Regions from separate parts of the Zea mays genome. Here regions 1, 2 and 3 are each linked to region 4. A link is a contact called in public Hi-C data. All regions are on one chromosome and are shown on one strand. The core of a region is the stretch at or near the end of the contact, and the rest is flanking DNA. Distances in the headings are between cores, read along the strand shown. Region 1 holds the start of LOC103652912 (probable WRKY transcription factor 24). Region 2 holds the start of LOC100286018. Region 3 holds the start of LOC100272643. Region 4 holds the start of LOC100147731 (O-methyltransferase BX7).

Region 1 (5,282 bases), core at 1,407-3,906, 370 kb after region 4:
GAGACCCTCGTGACCTGACCTCCCTCCTGGACCTACAGACAAGGCAACTAGAACACTACTTGCCATACATACATGTCATTAGTGCTATATGTTTAGTCCCAATAATAATTATGACTCTCGTGAGTTCTTTCTTAATTAATCAAGGCTGATGAACATTGATTGATTATTGTTGATTGCACGTCATTGCAGGTTGACAACACTAACAGATACAACTGCTTCGAGCCTAGGACAGTCGTATTATGGAGATTATCAACCTGATGGCGCTCAACTGGCGGCCCGGTCGTATTCGATTGTTAATACATTCAATAAACAGACATCTGCAACTCTTACAAATTTGTACACTTAGTTTACCTTTTCTTTTTTGGTGGGGGACAATTTTGTTTAGAGTCTAGGGTATTTTTGCTTCAGTGCAATTCCCGGGAGATTTGAGCAATGCAAGTCCTTGAAATTTAAACATGCATCATTATTAAAGGTCTACCATGAGATATATGAAAACTGTTGCAACGCACGTGCACGACCCTAGTATATATTATGATATCCCTAACTATATGGCCCTGGCCGTGCTGGTAGGCTACCCAACGTAATCCATATCATATTTTAGTACTCTCTGTTCATAAATATATGACACATTTAACTTTTTTTTAAAAAAAAACTTTGACCACTCGTCTTATTTAAAAAATAATGAGTTATCATTTATTTTTTGATTTATTTTATCACTTAAGGTAGTTTGGGTTTGACTTAAAATTTTATATTTTTTAATAAATATTTTAAATAATATAAGTCGTCAAAGTTTTTTAAAAAAACTAACATTGTCATATATTTGTGAACGGAGGTAGTATTAATATAATAGAGTGCACCATATATATATATATATATATATATATATATATATATATATATATATATATATATATATATATATATATATATATATATATATATATATATATATATATATATATATATATATATATATAACAATGAGATGATGGTCAAAGTATAGGCGCTCGTGCGAATCGGGGACATGCTCACATGCATGCACACGGGCAAGCAAGCCACCACCACCGAGACCTAGAGAGGTTGCTGCCGGCTGCAGGCACTTTCCTACGCCCGCCACTGTTCCTCGTCCTCGTCCAACCAAATAAACCTCGCCCAGGCCAGGCGCGGCGCCCGCCGTCTGCATGGACCGCATGCAAAGCCCTCGACCTGCGTTATTACATTGGCTGTGCATAGCTAGCTCATCGCTAGCTAGACTAGCTCCGTGCCGTTCACGTCAACCAAACACGGAGAGAGGAAGGGAAGGCAAACTCTCCCAGCCTATACTGCCCATCTGATCTGTCTCTCTTTCCTGGTTAGCTACTAGTCTCTTCTTCTGGGACCTAGCTAGCTAGAACATGGATCTCTCTCGCTTAGAGCAAGTATATTAATTAAGAGGTCGTAAACAGGCTAAATGCTAAGGGCTTGTTCATTTCACCATTAATTCATGTAGATTGGATGATATTGAATCGGTTTAAATCCATAACAAGTCAAAATCCATCCAACTGGAATAACAGAACAAGCCCTAAAGTGGATAAGTGAGAATAGAAATAGAACAAGCCCTAAAGTGGATAAGTGAGAATAGAAATGGACTGTAAGTTTATTACAGCCGACTTAGACGCAAGAACCAAAAAAAAAATTATTGTGAGAGAGATAAGTAGATCATGCATTAATAATGAAGAGGTAACTAATATATGGATGGACTAAAGGCTTGTTGGATTACATGGGCTAAAATTTAGCAGGGTGTGCTAAAGCTTAGCCCTATCAAATGGAAAGATAAAATGTTAATAGGTGCTAAAGTTTAGCACTCCATTTTTATCACCTTTTAGCACTCTTCTTTGGATCTCCAAGTGCTAAAATTTAATCAAAATTATAGTACTAAAGTTTAGCACTATGGATCCAAACATACCCTAAGATGTTGGCTACAAAAATCTTTACATACAGCACAAGACGATATTATTAAACTTGCTCTTACACATATAGGGACGACAATTTAACTCGTAAACCCGAAAACCAACAGGTACCCGACATGATGGGTGAGGATACGGACAAAGATTTTGACCCACGGGTGCAACCCGTACCCGACCCGAAGTTGTACGGGTGTGGGTGCGAGTTTCTATTTCAACCCACGGGTGACCCATACGGCCGTACCCTACCCGAAATTTGGTTAATTCTTTATTTTGTGCAAAAATAATTAAGTTACAATAGTAATTATGTTGATTAAGTAACTGGCTAATAATTCATTATATGTTTTGTTGTTGCTCAACGTGAGAAGGCTTAAAATTCATAGATATAACTCAATTATTGCTGGTACTTAATTGTTTATAGCTGAATTGTTGTTCAAAAGTATACACCGAGTAAAACCTCACGGTTGTCCCGAAATCCGACGAGTTCGATGCGGGTTTGGAATTGCCCCACATGTGTAATCGCAGACGGGTTCAGGTAAACTTCACGGGTGGGATTGTGGGCAGGTATTTTCTTCACCCGGCCCATTGCCATCCCTATACACACAAGTCGCTCTCTCATGACGCATGCGTCTGATTTGTGTGGAATGTGTAGCACAGGATCGGAAGCCGCCATTACTAGTCTACGGGCCGGTCAAAGTGAAGGATTTGAGCCAGAAATAAAGTATGGCAGCACGTTAGCATTACCATTATACTAATTAACCCCTCTATATAACCCTGGTTGTAACTTGTAAAACTCTTTCAGCCTCCCCTCCCTCACAAGCTCTCCAGATTCCGCTCCCGGCCGCGCAACTAGCCAGCAGAGCGGCTCTGAGCCATGGAGAATTATCACATGCTCTTCGGACGGCCGTCCACGCAGCCGTCCTCTGCCGCCACCTCCAACTCCTACAACTTCATGCTGCCCACTGCCGGCAGCACCAGCGGCGGCGGCGGCGGCCTGCGCGATCACGATAGAGGCGGCGGCCAGCACAGCGGGCATGCCGGCGGCGTACCGTCGTCCTCTTCCTTCTTCGCGGAGCCGTCCAACACCTCCTCCAAGGACAGTGGCGCAGCAGCTAGCAGCCCTCCTCCAGCCGCAGGTATCGGCCGCGGGGAAGAACCCGCGGCGGGGACGCCACCAGCAGCAGCCGAGGTGGACGGCAGGCTGCAGGCGGGCAAGAGGAAGGGGGAGAAGAAGGAGCGCCGGCCTCGGTTCGCCTTCCAGACGCGCAGCCAGGTCGACATCCTCGACGACGGCTACCGGTGGCGGAAGTACGGCCAGAAGGCCGTCAAGAACAACAAGTTCCCAAGGTTCGTATACGGCCGTGCGCAATTCAGTACAGTCAAAATGTTTTTTCATGCATGGTTTTCAACGACGACTGCTATACTATGCTCGCCGATCCATTTCTGTGGCCGATCATATCGATCGATCGGCCTGCGGTTTTCATTTTTCCGATGCTAGCTGCTTGGGGATTATATTTATTATTTCGATTATTACTGGTCTAATCCGGTGCATGATTCGTTGTTGGTGTCATTAGTAGGGGTTCGGCCGCAGAAAGTAGGTGAGGTGATGGGACGGAGTCCCAGTGAATCTTCCAAGCTCTGCTAGTGGTTGCTTTGCCTGCACATAGGATAAGGACACATCTCCTCCCATCTTCATCTTCATCTTCTAGATGAAAACAACTCCTGGTTTCACATGTTTTCGCTGGGTGTGGGCGTCGATCATTCAATAAATAAATAGGGTCCGATGGCGATCGATTTTGACCGGGAGTTATTTCGTCCACCCACCGGTTTATTAACCGCAGCATATATTCTATTAATCTTTTGCTCTTTGGATATTTATCGATATTGCTTCTTCGTCAGCTGTAGGCTGTAGCTCGAGCTGATTCCTCCGTCGCTGTCTTTACATGCCTCGGAGAATACAAGTGGTTTTTTTCTCTCTCCATTTGACGGTCATAAAGTTCACAGTTTGAGCATGGCTGGAGGTGCTTCAACATTTTAAACACTTCAAAAAAAATTAGACTCAGTGAACTCCATGTAGAAAAAAAACAGCTAACAATACCGAGTAAAGAGAAATGGCCAAGAGTTTATTCATGCGGCCCTTAACAGATGGGATGCATGCTACTAACTGAGAGAACGACCATATTTACAGTTACCTCATGAACAAAATTTGATGTATGCGCATATAGTATTACACTTCTAAAATTGTTATTCATCACTTCTATTGGCTGTGGATTGAACATAGATAAGATTAAAACTGGCCATGCATTTAATGCAACTATGGAGACATGCATTTAGCATTTTTCACTGGTAAGACATAAGCCTGCTGTATTATGCCAAAGTAGCAATAATGATACGTCGTGGTATGAATTTGGGGGAAGGAAATATATATATACTGAAAATTCTAAAATTTGGCGTTCTTTTAATGAAACAATAAGGAAAATAACTATCACTGAGGTATTTATCTCTACACATAGGAACCCTCAGATCGAGTCTTTCTATTTCCATCTAGCTAAATTCCTATAGGAAGAATAGAAATACATTGGAACGGCATAATATCACACAGATCAATACTGATGATATACATTTTGTAAACAAAAATGTGATCCCTTTTCTTTACATATTTACAGAGTAATTAGGCATGACAATAACACATTTCCTGTAGCTTATTTCTACGTGCAACGACATAATGAAAACAAGACCAGTTAAGGAGTAGCAATTAAACAGTACATTATTTTTTCTATATATTGAACCTCACCACAACATGAAATTGCAGATATTATAAATTCTTCTTACTGAGAAATGAGTGCATGCTTATCCACCTATATAGGTTGACATACTTAATTAGTCAAGCAACAGTACAGAAGTTAGATCCATACACATAATAAACCAAATAAACATGTTTAACTTGTGTCCACCCGTTTGTGCATATATATACAGGCATATATCTCTTTCTGCACGTTTTTTCACTTCGTTTTGTTATCACTTTCCTGATTCATGCACCCAGAATGAACTCATTCTTTTCGCACGCATGTGGATGCAGAAGCTACTACAGATGCACTCACCAAGGGTGCAACGTGAAGAAGCAGGTGCAGCGGCTGTCAAGGGATGAGGGCGTGGTGGTGACCACATACGAGGGCACCCACACACACCCCATTGAGAAGTCTAATGACAACTTCGAGCACATACTCACCCAGATGCAGATCTACTCCGGCATGGGATCAACCTTCAGCAGTAGTAGCCACAACATGTTTCACTGAAACCGTCCAAATTAAATCACTTCAATTCAAGCATCGGCGGACC
Region 2 (5,771 bases), core at 2,120-4,619, 340 kb before region 4:
ATTAGCCAGTCTTTATACTCAGTTTAGATGTTGACATTGAAGAAGATGGAATTGAATTGGATTAAATACCAAATCAAGCATGGTATTGAAATGAGTGTAATTCAAATTCTTTTGTTTGGATGTCACTGAATTGGAGTTTGGAATTATACGATCTACTTCCACGCAATACCGAGGGGTGAGGCTTGTATTGGAAGATGAGGTTTTTAGTTATAGTTCAATTCCAGGGAATTGTGTCTCTGTTTCCAAAACCTTAATTCCACATGTAACCAAACAACATAATTTAGGAAACCTAATTCCAATTCCCAGTTCTGTGCTCCAATAACTACATCCAAACAGGGTATTAACGTAATTCATAAGATTTTACAAGCCAAACAAAATATTGTACCAGAGAGCCTTATTCTAGTAGCCAGGCACAACGGCAAGAGATCATCTAGAACCCTTTATACTATAATAATGGGAGCAATTGCGAAAGGGTCTCTAGCTCTCTGTTTTAAAGGTGTCCATGAGGTGGTACGACGCTTAGGCGCCTTGGTCGCCTACCTCGCCTAGGTGTCCAGCGGCGAGCCAACGTCTTGTCTCACCATACCGCTTTAAAAACTATGCTCTACCTGACTGCCTCCATACCGCTTTAAAAACTATGCTCTACCTAAGTTGGTTAGATAATCTGAGTAGCATTTCTCGGGTTCTAAGTTCGATTATCTGCGGGAACAAATTTCAGGCTATGCTCTACCTGATTACCTAAGTTTGATTAGCTATTTTGTCACTCTCAGTTATAGACTTCTCTATTTTAGCCACATGCCCACAAATCATAGACACAAATGGTCCCAAAGTCATAGACAGAAAGATATATAATAGCAGAGAGCCCACGTTAGAAGGGCTAAAATAGCAATTTTTTCCATCTCGGAGGTGGTAGTGCAACTAGACAGAGAGAGAGGACTCATATCTGGCAGCTTCAGGAAGTTACTCCACAAAGTCTGCATATGAGGATTTCTTCATTGGTGCTATTCATTTCAGACCATGGGAGAGGATTCAGAAGGGTTGGGCACCTAACAAATGAAAATTTTTCATGTGGTTGATTGCACATAATAGGTGTTGGACAGCAGACTGCCTGGCAAAAAGGGGCTGCCTCACCCTGAACCATGCCGCTGTGTGATCAGGCTGAAGAAACAATTAACCACTTGCTGGTTTCTTGTGTTCTCTCTCGCCGTGTGGTTTTATATCCTCGTAGGGTCGGCTTACAGGACTTATCTCCTCAGCCTGCAGATGTCGACTTCGATGACTGGGGGCAAGCACATACAATGGGCTTGATGATCAGGCAAGAAAGGGCATTAATCCCCTTATTATCTTAGAGGCCTGACCTATCTGGTGCCACAGATACAGACGTGTGTTCAATGGGATCCAACCTAGTCTTCAAAGGAAACACCAAAACAGTACTTTTCCAATAATAATTTACTTAACTTACAACATGTTATGCAAATCAAGAAGAGCTCAAAGTTACTGATGTATCAACATATCATGAAAACAAATGTTCATTTTTTTGTAAAAAAACAATATAGGATCCAATACCCTTGTTGGCAAACAGATATAAAATCTATATATCAACAAAATACATCTCACGTTCAGACAATCTGGAACTACATCCCGACATTCTTCCAATCACACCAATATGTCCAAGAAAATCCAATGGCCAATGGAGATACAGGGAATGTTACTTAATACTACCTCCGTTCTCAAATATTTGTCGCCCGCTAGTTCATTTTTGAACTAAAACACGAGAAATAAAAAAGAACGGAGGGAGTACAAAATGACAAATTATATTGATATAATCAACTACACCATGTTGATATAAATAGTGTGGTTCCACACAAGCCATGAAACTCAATACTAAGAACTTTGTCTACTACCATTGCATAATGATATCCTCGCCTAGCAACTCTGAGTAGATATTATACAGCACATGGTGCGATGTAACATTAATTGACATAACTAAAAGAGGAGTAAGCTAGTCCACGCTCCACAGCACGCAGATCTATTTAGATGTAGCGAGATCTTGCAACGGATCTGGTCTAGTTAACAGGCAAGATTTTATCAGCCTCACCAAAGGTAGCCGGGGATCTTGATGCGGAGGAAGAGCATGGCCATGGCGTAGGCGATGAGAACGGCGACTGCGCCGGCGCTTCCAAACGAGGCGCGGAGGCTCCGGGGCCTGGTGCGGTCGACCGCAAGGTCGAGGAGGATGATGCCAACGCCGCCAAGGACGAACATGAACCCGGAGGAGAGCCCCTCGATGATGTACTGGCCGTTGACGCGCCCTGGGAGGAAGACGACTGGGCGGACGGCGCCGGTGCCGGGGTCCTGGGCGCTGCCGATGCCGGGGGGCTCAACGATGACGTCGTAGACGAGGCCGGAGACGACCGCGAAGTAGGTGAGTAGGATGAGGGAGAAGACGGTCATGGGTGAGGGAAGCGCCAGGTTCGACGGCAGCCTCAGGCGGGTGCGCGGCGGCCGAAGGAAGGAGAATGGTAGCACGCGGAGGACGTGGAAGAGGGGATCCATGGAGTCGAAGTGGGCCTGCGTGGCCACCGGAGCGGCGGCGCTGCCGCCGGCGTGATCCGATCTAGGGGCCATCGCGCCTTAGAGTGGGGAAGGGAGAAAATACGGGGTACGCTTGGGTTTGGCCTTTTTTTTTAGTTATGGCACTTTAAGTGCAACGCAAAGCAATAGAAGATTACAATCATATCATATAATGATGCAAGTACATACAAAGTTTTTATAACAATTCTTCACACAAATTATGTATCCATATATTCAACCGAAGTTATAGTATTCAAGCATGTTTGAACTTTCTAGATATGAGTTAATTCTATATTAACGACCCTATACGAAGTTATAAAATAACATGACCCTATTCGACCACCACTCTTTCACGTGTCATGTCAGCCTTTCCTCATTTATCCTCGATATCCTCTGCTCTCGACTTTACCGTCAGTCAAGTCCGAGACCAGTACAGTCAAAGCTAGATTCAAAATCGAACTACTACCTAAATATGAACAACTATTAGAGACCAAACTAATTTTTACTTTAATAGCTATTTATCAACTTGCTAAACATGATTTTAACAATCTCCTTTTTAAGAACTATTGGAGTTTATACCTTATTCACTATCATGTATCATCCCTAACCCTTGATTTCACCAGTGCACTATCAACCCAACCGCAAAAGAGGGGCGGTAACCCTAGTTTTTTTTGGTGGGAGCAGCGGCCCGGCAGGATAAGACCGCGATCGTCATCGGCTCATCGCTCGTGCCGAGCCAGGCGCTGGGAGATGCGGATGATTGCTAGAGAAGGGGGTTTGTATCCGTCGGCCCAGACCGGGGAGCGACCCATGAAACTGATCAAACGTGGGCTGCATCCACGAGCCTGGCTCGGGGTCGGGCCGGAGAACCAATCAGCCCGTTAACTGCTCCAGCGAAGGCACACAGCCCGACAGCCGCCGCCGTTTCTTCATCTTCCTCGCAACGCCGACGCTGCAACTTCCGCTCCCTCCCCGACTCGCGCTCGGCACGCAGGCAGGCGACTGCGGTGGCGCTCAGGCTCGGGCTCTCAGCAACGGCGGGGCAGTCCCAGACTCAGCGGCTCCCTCTCTCCAATCGCCTTGCGCCCTCGCTCCGTTCCTCTGCTCACCGGCCGATTCTGCGTGCGCGCCTCCCGCTCCCCTATCGCCTCGGTCGAACGTCGACGGCGCCCGGCCCCGGCGGCTGCATTGCGCTGCTTGCGGCCGGCGGGTAGCGGGAGCCAGCAGGCTCTGCTCCCCCAAGGCGGCCGCGCCGCTTTGGTAGCGCTTATGCCCCAAACGAAGTGTTACCCATCCGCTTAGCGCTCAAGCGTGCGCTTAATGCGTTTTTTGGAACCCTGTTATTTGTAGTTCTTGGTCCAGATGTTAGTTGCAGAGGTGCTCAGAGCTGGAGCGTACATCTCTAGGTTTTCTCGGCGTGCATGCAAAGTATACACTACTAGCGGAATATATTGTGGTAGCATTTTGCATCTAAATGCTTTTGAGTTCTAACAAAATGCAGTTTCTTGCCTCAACAGAAGTTGTAGACTGTACTTTGTTGAACAAGTCGCACTAGGAACTTACTACATTCTTGCTCTATAGAAACTGTCAGGCTTGTGAGAGTTCTGTTATGTACCGCTTCTTTTCTAAAGAAAAATAGTAGAGTTTTAGAAAACATAATGAATACAGCTTCTTTTATTGAACTCTTAGAAGTACTCCAGCCATTGTAGTTTAATTTATCTGCATACAGTTGGTTGTATTGAACACTGGGACACCCTGAGGTCTTTGTTGTTCAATTATGATTATATTTCTGTATACTTTATTTTTAATGGTTAATCAAAATGCTAGCTTATATAATGCTCCCTCAAATGCAGGTTGCAATATTTTCCAGCATAGCTTGCTCACCTACTTCTCAATTTAGAAGACTTCAATTTCTGGATCTGAGCATCAAATCAAGACCATACCACTTTAGTCAGTCCTGTCTGATGGCACTGGCTGCAGCTCCAGCCAGTGGTGATTCACAGAGTGGTCCTCAGAGGAACTATCAGGTTGTTGTGGCTGCCACTCGTGACATGGGCATTGGCAAGGGTGGGGTCATGCCATGGAAGCTTCTTGGTGATCTTAAATTCTTCAAAGAACTTACACTAACTACAACTGATCCTGCCAAAAAGAATGCAGTTATAATGGGAAGGAAAACATGGGAGAGCATTCCTGTTAAGTCAAGGCCACTGCCTGGTCGTTTGAATGTCATACTTACTCGATCTGGTAGTTTTGATTTTGCAACAGTAGAGAATGTTGTTATATGTGGAAGTATGAAGTCTGCCTTAGAGCTGCTAGCATCAACTCCATACTGCTTATCAATTGAGAAAGTTTTTGTCATAGGAGGTGGGCAGGTACTGAGGTGAGTTATTAGTACCTTTTGAAACAACATATTATACATGTATGCTGTTGCTGCACGTAACTGTGTCGCAATGCTATTCACCCTTCTGCAATATTTTTATGTAGAGAATATTTGAATGGACCTGCATGTGAGGCTATCCATCTGACTGATATTCAGTCAAGCATTGAGTGTGATACTTTCATCCCTCCAGTTGACTTTTCAGTGTTCCAGCCATGGTATTCATCTTTCCCAGTGGTAGAGAGCAACATTAGGCATTCTTTTGTGACTTTTGTTCGTGTTAGAAAGTCAGTGGCAGAAACTCATGAGTCAAATGGCAAGGAATCAACTGAGATTGATACCAAGAATGACAAATTTGAAATAGAGAATTTCTCTTTTCTCCCCAAGATAGTATATGACCGCCATGAGGAGTATCAATATCTCAATCTTGTTGAAGATATTATAAGGTTCGGTGCTCAGAAAAATGACAGGACAGGAACTGGAACATTGTCAAAATTTGGGTGTCAGGTATTTCTCCTTAACTTTGAGTATTGAATTTGATCAACCAGGAAAAATAATGTCATTCATTTTCTTATTAGATGCGATTCAACTTAAGGAAAAATTTTCCTCTGCTGACAACAAAGGTATGTAAACATATATTCTTGTAGCTTTCAGATTTAACGGTGTGTCAAAACTTGCAGTAGTATTGTGCAAATTGTTTAGTTTTTTATTATGATATGTGAGAAGAAACAAGGAGAAATCAGTGTTTACTAAGTTGTATGTATTTAATGCTTTGCGCGCTTGTTAATTTTCAAATGCATGTTTATTTGGTTTGTACTGT
Region 3 (5,612 bases), core at 583-3,082, 450 kb before region 4:
GTTGGCGCACCGGACACTGTCTGGTGCACACCGGACAGTCTGGTGCACACCGGACAGTCCGGTGCCCCTGCCGACCGTTGGCGTGACCACGTGTCGCGCGAAGATTGCACGACCGACCGTTGGCGCTGGCGACCGTTGGTTCACCGGACAGTCCGGTGATTTTTAGTCGTACGCCGCAGTCGATTCCCGAGAGCAGCACTTTTCATCGGAGACCAGCCTGGCGCATCGGACACTGTCTGGTGCACCACCGGACAGTCCGGTGCACCTGACCAGAGTTGTTGTTTGACTGAATAAAACCAATTACTAAGGGTGTGTTTGGCATGGCTCTGCTCCACCCCAGAGCAGCTCTACTCTAAAACTCTGGGTGGAGCAGCTCTGCTCCAGAGTTTAGATTGTTTCTCATAACCAGTGGCAATGGCGGGTAAATAACTCAAAACTCCATGACTAGGTTGCTTTTTTGGAGTTTTCAGAGCAGCAAAAGAGGTACTCCAAAAAATTGTACTGTAGCTCCAAAAACTCCATAGAGTTTACAACTCTGGAGTTAGAGTGTTTGGCATACTCTGGTCAGCTCCTCCTTGGAGTTTTGCTCTGGAGCCATGCCAAACAGGCCCTAAGTCTAGAAACATACCTTGTTATATGATTTGCACTTCTTATTTGTTTAGCACATAACAACTCACTCACTATGTGTTGAACACTTAATCACCAAAACATTATAGAAATGGTATAAGGACACATTTTCCTTTCAGCGGGTCAAAGCGGGCTCCAGCTGGCTCTAGCGATCTAGCTTCCTCCGATGAGCCACCCCCTTAGCCTCCCCTCGATGAGTCCTCCTCTTGTGCTGCTATCGCTTCTGGTCCGATGGACCGCGGCGGTCGACGTAGGGATCACGGAAGGAGGCCTAGTCCTTTGTTGCGCCTAGCTTGAGGTATTGCTGGGTTGTTCGCTATTTATCGCAGCCACGTCGTTGACACTGCATAGCAGCGTCGCAAGGCTCAAAAGCATAATGACAACTTGAGGTAGTTTGCAGCACACATGGGTTTAAACATGCCTCCTCGCTAATACAATACTCTAGTGCCTAACTATCCAGCTGATCTGAATGAATGGCATCAGCAGGAGTACGGTGTTCATTTCATTACTCCTGAAGATGAAAATGAAGTCTAGAAAAATATATTTTAGGGGGTGTTTGGTTAGAGGGACTAAAGATTAGTCTCTAGTTTTTAGTCCCATTTAGTCTCTTTTTTGCCAAACACTAGGACTAAAATATATACTAAAATGATTTAGTTTTTAGTCTTTCACATAGGTGCTAAAAGAGACTAAAAGCTCATAATTATCATGTTGCCCTTACTTTTTTTATGGATAACTAATATTATGAGTATATTCTAAGGACATTTAAGTCTTTGGACATTGTATTTAATGACTTTAGAATCTGTTTAGTGCCTAGAACCTAGAACCAAACATGTAGGAACTAAAGTTTAGGCCTAGGATTAATTGAAACCAAACATGGCCTTAGGACCGGGAGTACTATTTAAACCAAATGCTCAACTTTATTGTGTAATGTCGTCTTGCATTTAAACATATTCTCACGCTAGTTTGCTATTCACGCCCTTCTCTTTTCATTTTCGAACCGTTTCTGGCTCCGGCCTGACGGGCTTGCCGGTTCCTTTCTATTTTCCTAAAAAAAAAAGGAAATGGTAGAGGTACTTTCTGTCGGTTTTCCGTTCGTTTTGGTCCTGACAGTTCGCTTCCTTCGCAACGACTCCATCGCAAGCTGCTTCAGTATTTAACACCCACTCACCAGATGGCGCGCGGTGCACTTGTGCCCTTTTGCGCAGCGGAGTCTTTGGACTCGGTAATCCCGGCCCTGTCCTCCCCCGACCAAACACAGTCCCTGGATCCATGGGTGTCGAGGAGGAGCGCGACGGCGAGGAGCAACGCCGCCCCCTCCTCTCCTCCACCCCGCCAGGTAGATTCCGCTCCATTCGCCGCCACCGTCGTCAACACCGACGCGGGCGTTCAAATCATCTGCTCCCGATCCCATCCCGTCATCAGCTCATCTGTGGGACCTCATTTCTGCAGCCGCGGCGGACCCGCAGCAGCAACAGTACCAGTTCCTGGGCCGGAGCACCTCTTCAGTGCTGCGCGGCGGTGGCGGGGGCTGGGAAGGGCCTGAGGTGAGCGCCGACGAGGTCAGGTCCGCCGCTGGCTTCCACACGTTCCAGGGCCCACCTCCCAACGGCGACAACGCCTATGCTTACCCGCCGTCCATTCATAGCGCCATGCTCTCCCCGTCCCCATCTCATGCCCCACCGTCTCCCCATCCAAATGGTAATTTGCCGCCGTCGGTGCTCTGCTTCTCCCCCACCGGCCTCCACATAATCGTCCTTTTTCCCTTCCGATTTTTCACCAACTGAAGGAGTTGTTGTCTTGTTGAAACTGCTGGTGCTGGGTTGTGGGTTGCATCTGCAGAAGGGTTGGCGATTGTTCCTCAAGGGCCATATCCGTATGGTGGCAGTTACCAACCTTCTGAGAGCGTCGGGAGGTGAGTTTTTTTTTTCAGTCGAAATGCTAGTTCGTCATATGCTGTTTCTGCCTTTTAGTTGAAATATGTTCGTAGCTCAGAAGTGCCAAACTAAGCTATCATTGAGGATGCTTAACTTTTTCTCATTTTTCATAATGAGTATGATCACTCAACATATCAGTAATCCTATTATCCTTCAATTCATTTTTTGATGGTAGATGTCTGATGTAACTGGATTATCCATGAGCTCTGCAAATATGCCATTTTGTAAAATGATGATAAATGAGACATCATGTATGCTATTAGTATTGGCTGCAATGAAGACTTAAGTAGATAATCCTCTAGTAACAATGGAGGACACTTAACTCCTTCACTTGAAACATAGTACTACCTCCGTTCTCGAATATTGGTCGCCCGCTAGTTCATTTTTTAACTAAACCGCGACAAATAAAAAAGAACGGAAGGAGTACCTATTTTACATTTAACTCATTCCACCTAAAATAGCAATAGCAACCACCATTCGATTTTGATTAGATGCACCAGATCACTTGATTGCATGATTGATTGCACAAAATATTCTCTTTTAAGATAAACCGTAAGTGTATGATCTTTGATGAGCTACAAACTTCCATAGAGATGGAATATTCCTTGATTATCTAAATTTTATATGAAAATCATTTTTTTCATTCACAACTGCTTAGAGGACTCAGGAAAAGGTCTCTGACCGCACCTCAGTACACCTGTGAATTCCATAATGATTAGAAATCATGAAACATTTGAAACACTAGTAGTTCAGATGTTCTAGTTTTACGTCTCCTGTTAACATTCAGATAACCCATAAGTAACAAGCTAACACATTTATGTATAACTTGCACCAGGACTTAAATGACAGAAGCTAAAAGGTCAATTTGTTATATTTGAAAGAAATTTGGTAATAACTGACCTAAATTAACTGATAATAATCGAATTCGAGGACCAGACTTCTAGCAAATTCATGTATACAGCAAGTAGTGAATAGAGTAGGAATAATTGGGCATACAGTTGAAGGATGATGTCTTGATAAAAGAAGACTAAGGCTCCAGGGAACTCCCATTATCAGTTGGCTTGATGGAGTATCTTAAGGCCAAAACTGTTAAATGGTGTCAAGAACAGGAGTTACCCGTTTTGCACCAAGCTTAAATAGATTAAATACCATATTTTTCCCATTTGAAAACAAGTGCACTGTTGCTTCCCTGCGTATCATTTTCCCTCCCCTTCTGTCCTGTGATTCTGTCTTTTTGTTGGTATGACTGTTGTTCTATGCTGACAATGGAATGGTTCGATCTACTGATAGGGATGTACTGGATGAGGTGGAGATCCGACAGCTACTCATTGACCATATTGGACATCGATGCTGTTGGGGAAGTCACCCTGCCCGCACATGGAAAATTACCTCCATTGAGGACTGCAATGTCTATGTTGGCACCTTGGAAACCTTCATCGAGGAAAGATACATTATTACAAAAAAGGAGCCCTTTGAAAGTGGGAATATAGATGGAAGAGAAAAAGGTCCTTTGCCTGGATTGTGGGAACTTGATTTGAGGTCTAAGTTTCCTGTACTTTTTGTACCAGAGAAAGAAGTGACTGTCAAGATTCCACATTCAGATATTATTGAAAAGTGCTCAGGTACTGTGTATTTTTCTTTCAGTGCCCTCTGATTTTCCTTTAATGAGAGAATTAGATTTGTACCACTATTTTAATTATGGTTATGATATTTGACATTGCTTTCGTAATATTTGGATTCATGACACTAATGTGTAAAACCTGTTATTATGTGTACACCACTATCACACCCATGGCAAGACTGTAACAAGTTTTGCCACTAAATTTGATCAGCAGTGGCATTAATGAACAGCATGAGTCTCAATATTACAAAAAGGGCAATGGAAAATATCAGACAACGTAATTAACACAGTGGCACTAACCTTACTTTTCCTTTAATATATTAAATGCATTCATATAGCAACTTAATTTGCTTATGTAGGCTTACAGCATCTGTTCCTGCATTTTGAATGTTCCTATGATGGAAATACCTTTCAGTTCATGTCCTCACATATGATGCCATAATAACTAACATGGGTGCATTCGGCCATACCCCTACTTGCTGATATTGTGCTATCTTTTGCCACCAACAGGCCATAAGAACATATGCATGCTACTAATCTTAACATTGTTTTTAAGTTAGGGACACCTAGCTAAGTGTCCTTTTTTCACATTGCACCTTAGAAAGTACCTTCTTCATAATTTTGTTGCTATGTATTTATAGTCATTTTAATTTTAACATGGTAGCTATTAGTTGTTTATTTTTTTTGACAGATTGTGAGGGTCGTGGAGAGAAACCATGCCCTACATGCAATGCTGGTCAGGCTCACGGGTTTTATAAAGCAAATCAGATGACCCAGTGTGGTGCATGTCATGGCAGAGGTTTACTTGCTCACCAAGATGGATCTGATACAGTGTTAGTTGTTCTACATCTTTTGCTACAAATATAGTTCTGTGATGGGTCTATATTGGTAGGAGGTGTTGCATATATTGTAGGGACAGAGTTAGAAGGACAAGGGATGGGAAGGCGATGGGGGACCACTCGGGATGGCAACGGGGTGGGTGGGGCTAGGGCTAGCCCCACATCCCCGCCTTGTTCCCCGAAACCCATTCCTCGTCCCCACCCCGTTTAGCCCTGCGGGGGAGAAATCATCTCCATACCCACCCCGAACGGGTCGAATCTTCATGGGCCCTTCCCCGACGGGGAGTTTTGCCATCCCTAGGGACCATGATCGCCAATATTCAAGGGAAGGCTGGTGACCTAAGGCAGATGCAGGGGGCGGCGGTGATGATGATAGGAGAGGGTAGGCGCAAAGGAGCTAGGGTGGGGTGCATAGAGCTTGAGGAGTAATCCTTTATTTTCTTGCTTTATTCATATCCGTACATGTCCCCTATATTTACACTCCCATGACTTTTTCCCTAAGAAAACTAGATGTAATTCTTATAGGTTTGGACTCTCCTTATTCTAAACAAGCTCTATCTTTCCTAGTCTGAGTTTATTCATTCCTATCTT
Region 4 (5,014 bases), core at 2,470-4,969:
AGAAAACATCACTGAAAACTGGTCCTAAGCTCAGACTTAACATAATTTCATCACTGAAAAAATGGTCAGAATATAAAGAAGAGAGTTATGGAGGTAGCAGCATAATATAATGCATTAACTACCTGCATAGTATAAAAAGAAGATAGTTATGGAGGTAGCTGCATAATATAATGCATTAATCCATTAAATTAAACAAGACAAGAGGCTACAGAGAGGGAGAAGAAAGGAGGAACAAAAGGTAAGATTGTTGTAAGGAAAGAGGAAAATAGGAATAGATGAAGGTAAGAGGGGGAGAAGAAAAGAGGAACAACTAGCTACTTAATATAATAGACAGATTATGCTAGTTGCATAATCCATTAAATTAAACAAGACAAGCATGACAAACATGTTAAATTCAGTTAAGTCAATAAATAAACACATCACTGAAAAGTTCAGTTAAGTTAAGTTCAGTTATAATTGAAAAGTTCAGTTATAATTGAACAACATGCTACTTAATATAATATTGAAAAGTTCAGTTAAGTTCAGTTATAATTGAAAAGTTCAGTTATAATTGAACAACATGCTACTTAATATAATTATGAAAAGTTTAGTTAAGTTCAGTTATAATTGAAAAGTTCAGTTATAATTGAACAACATGCTACTTAATATAATATTGAAAAGTTCAGTGAAGTTCAGGTAGTCAAGGATATTGAAAGCACATCACTGAAAACTTCAGTTAAGCACATCAGTAAAAAATTCTATTGATTGCAGATATAAAGAAAGCACATCACTAAAAAGTTCAGTTAAACATGCTTAAATGGCTTTCTTACAGTACTGACAGAGCCTTAAAACATCACTGATGAATCATACATTATCAAAAGGGTATGTTTCATATTTATTCTGTAAACAGATCTAGACAAGAATTTAACGAGGAATACTAATCAGATATACTAATCAAATATATAAACAAAGACAAGAGTTTGGTACTAGACAACAGATCAGCAAGGCAAGTATACTAATCAGATATATAAACAAAGACAAGAACTTTACGACAAACGAGAAGATCACAGATCAGTAATCGAGGGAACTAGGAGGACAAACGAGAAGAGAAGATCTAGATGGGTACTAACCTGAGAAGAGGGAGACGACACAGCTAGGGTTCACTCGCAGCTGAGAACCGATCGAGGTCGTAGGAGAGCGATCTAACCTGAGAAGAGGGAGACCACACGGCTAGGGTTTGCTCGCAGCTGAGAACCGATCGAGGTCGTAGGAGAGCGATCCTTGCGAAGCAGATGAAATCAAATGAGAAGATAAAGCAGATGAAAGTAGATGAGCAGCCAAGAAAGGGGCTTACCTTGCGAAGCAGATGAAAGTAGATCGACAGATCGAGCTCGTCCACGGGCGCGGTGTCGTCACCACGGGTGGAGAGAGATGACGGCGGCGAGCCCGTGAGCACGGCGACTGCGAGTGAACCCGAGAGGCGAGAGCGAGTGAACCCGAGAGGCGAGAGCCGCGGCGGCGGCTGCGAGTGGCGAGAGAACCCGAGAGGAGAGTGGCGAGAGGAGAGAACCCTAGAGCCGCGGCGGCGACTGCGAGTGGTCTGAAGACGAGAGCGAGAGGAGAGTGGCGAGAGGAGAGAACCCTAGAGCCGCGCCGGCTGCGAGGGGTCTGAAGACGAGAGCAAGAGGAGTGGCGAGAGGAGAAAACCCTAGAGCCGCGGCGGCTGCGAGTAGCCAGGCTCACTTGCGAAGCAACTTTTCCGCGTTCGAAATGGGCCTGGTTGTGCGCTCGCTTGAGACAGGCTCGTGCGCTGGGCCACGAAACCAAACATTGAGACGTTGTTTCAAATGGGCCTGGTTGTGCCCTGGGTCAGGCAACCAAACATACCCATAGCAGTGTAAAATTTAGATCTCCTTGCTTGTCACCCTGACAAGAAACCAGACAGGGCACGAGCTGAACGCAGACAGGTTGGCCGCGCGCAGGCAGCTTTTTTTGTTGTTGTTTGCATGTGTTCGCAGGACAGGCTTTACTCAGGCATTGATTGGTTGGCTTGTGCGTCGTCCGTGAGCTGCATGCATCACCCGACCCGAGTCCCGAGGCGAGCAGCGAGCTAGCTACAAACAGATATCATTTATGTTTCCGTCCTCCGAGAGCCAAGCAAAATGTTTCAGCTGGAGTCACACTCACACATGACATGCACGCGGACGCGAGAGAGAGCTGCTGGAATGGAAGCATTCTTTTTGGTTCGTTTTCCATTGCATTATTACACACAGCTGGATACATGGGCTTGATGAAGCCCGGCCGGCCGTGATTTATTTTAGCCCGCCCACAGATGCAACTAGATACCGAAATAAAAAGGGTAAACAACATGATCGATCGATTTATTATGACACAAACACGTACAAACATGCATATATGATCGACTCTCGATCCATGATCATCACGGGAAGACCTCGATGATGGACGGGATGCCTCGGGTGTGCGTGATCTTGTAGTCACGGAACCCAGCCGCCAGGAAGATCCTCCTCCACTCGTGCTCCTCCCGCTCCGCCCCGTTCACGAAGCTCAGTATGTGGAGATCCAACACATACGTCTCCCTGCACGTCTTGTCGTCGTCGTCGTCGTCTGCCCGAGATCCGAGCACCGTGTCTATTATTATCACCTTCCCCCCTGCTTCCTTGCCACCGATCGCTTCCTTGCAGCGCTCCATTATCTTGATGCACTTGTCCTCATCCCAGTCGTGCAGGATCCACTGCAGCATCATATATATATATACAACTGTTTATCAGTATATATTATATGGAGTAATAGTATACACGATGATGTATACATACATACATACACACATACCTTGAGCATGAGTGCGTCAGCCGACGGGATGTGCTCGAACATGTCGCCGCCGTGGAAGGACAGGCCGGCGGTGCCGGCGGGAGCCTCGGCGACGACGTGGGGGAGGTCCATGACGGTGCACCTCTGGATGTGCGGGAAGGCGGCGACGACGGCGGCGGCGGCGGTGCCGCGGCCGCCGCCGACGTCGACGAGCGACTTGATGCCGTCGAACACGTGCGGGCACCGGCGGACCACGGCCTGCATCACGAGCCGGGTGTCGGCGTCCATGCTCTCGTAGAAGCTGGCCCTGTTGGCCGCGTCGTCCTCCACGCACGCCCACATCCCCTGCCGGTGCACCGTCTCGTACAGCGACACGGACGCCGCGCTCTCGTCCTTCATCCACTCGCCCATGCTGAACAGCAGGGAGATGGTGTTGGGGCGGACCAGGTGGGCGATGTTGGGGAGGATGCTCGGGGTAGTAGTGTTCTCCTTCGAGGCGCCGGCGCCGGCGGCGGCGGCGTCGACGCTGCTGCTGCTGCTGCTGACGAGCAGCCGGGACGCCGGGGTGAGCTGGTAAGAGATGGCGGCCGCGTCGTCGGCCTTGGCGGGGTCGTCGTGGCTGACCGCGAAGATGCGCATGGCTGTCAGCGTGCGCATGACCCGTCGGAGGTAGTCGTGGTTGGACGCCGGGATCTCGCTTGCGGCGAGCAGCTCGCCCAGGGTGGCGCTCCCGCCGCAGCGGTCGATGGTGTCGGGGATGCGCAGGTCCAGGGCGCACTTGAGCGCCATGGACTTGACGTAGCCCAGGGCATGGCACCACAGCTGCCGGTGGGCTGCAAGCAGCTCCTCGGTGTCGTCCGTGCCGTGCTGCGCCTGGTGCCCCATGGTTGTCTGAGTATTTGATTGATGACACTCTTCCCATATACATTCAGCATTATATATACACTAGCGTTAGCATAGCAGGGGTACGGTAGGTACGCCAGGAGCGGGAAAAAAGAATTTGCCGCGGTAAATATCGATCCAGGGATGAAACAGAATGGGTTGGTAAAGCATGCATGATGAAGAGCATCTTCTACAGGGGAGGACGGGAGGGAGGTGGCGATCTATTCGATCGGTCCAGGGGTTATTAATTTATTATATATATAATAATGTAATATGCTGAGCGGCCACTTGATCTAGTCCCGACAGCTTGCACATATGCTTGCATCACTGCATATTCAGTGTTGTCAGCTGAGTTCATCAATGATGTCAGCAGAAAAAGCTTCATGTGATAGATATTTTTTTTCCTCTTCTTCTATATATGAGGTGTGTTTATACGCTTGAATAAGAAGAGGTCATAAGCAAAGACGCTCTGAACCTTATCAAGACACGAGGGACTTAAGTCACGACTCGTTCGAGGCCAATCCTGTGTGGTAAACGTAGTCATAGATCGTTTGAGTCCAACCCAAAATAAGCCGCGCATTTCCGACTCGAACGAGGGTGTCTCGGGCGATGCTCTGCAAGGTGCCTGACTCGGCTAACCACTCCTATCACTTTATTTGCATGATAATATATAAAGGAAAGCTGGATTTTTTATTGTTGTCATGGAATATAATCCAGGGACACGATGACATATTTAATTTTTGGCGACGGTTGTGGCGGCGGTAACAGAATGTCAGTGGCGGCGCTGGGGTGGTACAGATACGGAGTTTGACGAGGAGACCAGAGATGTGGCTAACAGTAGACAGACATGAACGGGTACACTTGCGTTGAGTTATCAGAGTTAATGACTTTCTCGGGTCCATATGAACCCTTTATTATTATCTAATTAAAGTTGGACATTTTTTCAATACATCGTGTGGATGGCTCACTACCCTATATATACCACAGATGTGTTTTCTTGAGCCACATCTCTAAGGTCCCGTTTGTTTCCTTTCATTTTGAGGATTTGGAATTTTACTATTGGAATATGTTTTTTTAGAATGTGACATTCCACCACTTTTCAAAGTTACCATATAAGCCTATCTCAAATTCATGGGGTGAGAGATGAAAATTGATTATATAGATTTACATGCTATTTTTCCGATGTACAACTTATAGCACACTCTTCTACTTGCTTCGTTATAACATGAATGTAGTATATAACTATCTCTCATATGATTTAAGATAATATACAAATATATTACATATATAAATATATGAACTTAATTAGTTTTGTCTAAATTAT

The links. A called contact is a pair of places that touch in the nucleus more often than the background predicts.
Region 1: a contact with region 4 is called in a Hi-C map of leaf, with 5 times the contacts expected there. The contact joins the promoter of LOC103652912 here to the promoter of LOC100147731 in region 4. A contact is called at or near these places in 3 of 25 Hi-C or Micro-C datasets (bundle sheath, endosperm and leaf).
Region 2: a contact with region 4 is called in a Hi-C map of leaf, with 5 times the contacts expected there. The contact joins the promoter of LOC100286018 here to the promoter of LOC100147731 in region 4. A contact is called at or near these places in 10 of 25 Hi-C or Micro-C datasets (bundle sheath, ear, endosperm and 4 more) and 1 of 3 datasets of contacts at active chromatin or transcription factors (leaf).
Region 3: a Hi-C map of ear shows a contact between it and region 4, with 2.1 times the contacts expected there. The contact joins the promoter of LOC100272643 here to the promoter of LOC100147731 in region 4. A contact is called at or near these places in 2 of 25 Hi-C or Micro-C datasets (ear and leaf).

The regions. Positions count from the first base shown.
Region 1 is chr4:19,556,607-19,561,888 of Zm-B73-REFERENCE-NAM-5.0, reverse strand. LOC103652912 (probable WRKY transcription factor 24) reads left to right here and starts at 2,656. Exons shown (of 2, transcript XM_008679904.4): 1 at 2,656-3,290; 2 at 5,023-5,282. The coding sequence starts at 2,818. The coding sequence ends at 5,239.
Region 2 is chr4:20,267,300-20,273,070 of Zm-B73-REFERENCE-NAM-5.0, reverse strand. LOC100286018 reads left to right here and starts at 3,369. Exons shown (of 12, transcript NM_001402555.1): 1 at 3,369-4,002; 2 at 4,428-4,954; 3 at 5,059-5,458; 4 at 5,530-5,574. The coding sequence starts at 3,937. LOC103652917 (oligosaccharyltransferase complex subunit ostc) reads right to left here and starts at 2,740. Exons shown (of 1, transcript XM_008679910.4): 1 at 1,630-2,740. The coding sequence starts at 2,628. The coding sequence ends at 2,095.
Region 3 is chr4:20,377,269-20,382,880 of Zm-B73-REFERENCE-NAM-5.0, reverse strand. LOC100272643 reads left to right here and starts at 1,832. Exons shown (of 7, transcript NM_001147102.1): 1 at 1,832-1,963; 2 at 2,077-2,325; 3 at 2,467-2,539; 4 at 3,852-4,183; 5 at 4,874-5,015. The coding sequence starts at 1,897.
Region 4 is chr4:19,927,450-19,932,463 of Zm-B73-REFERENCE-NAM-5.0, reverse strand. LOC100147731 (O-methyltransferase BX7) reads right to left here and starts at 3,719. Exons shown (of 2, transcript NM_001127247.2): 1 at 2,830-3,719; 2 at 2,201-2,731. The coding sequence starts at 3,693. The coding sequence ends at 2,420.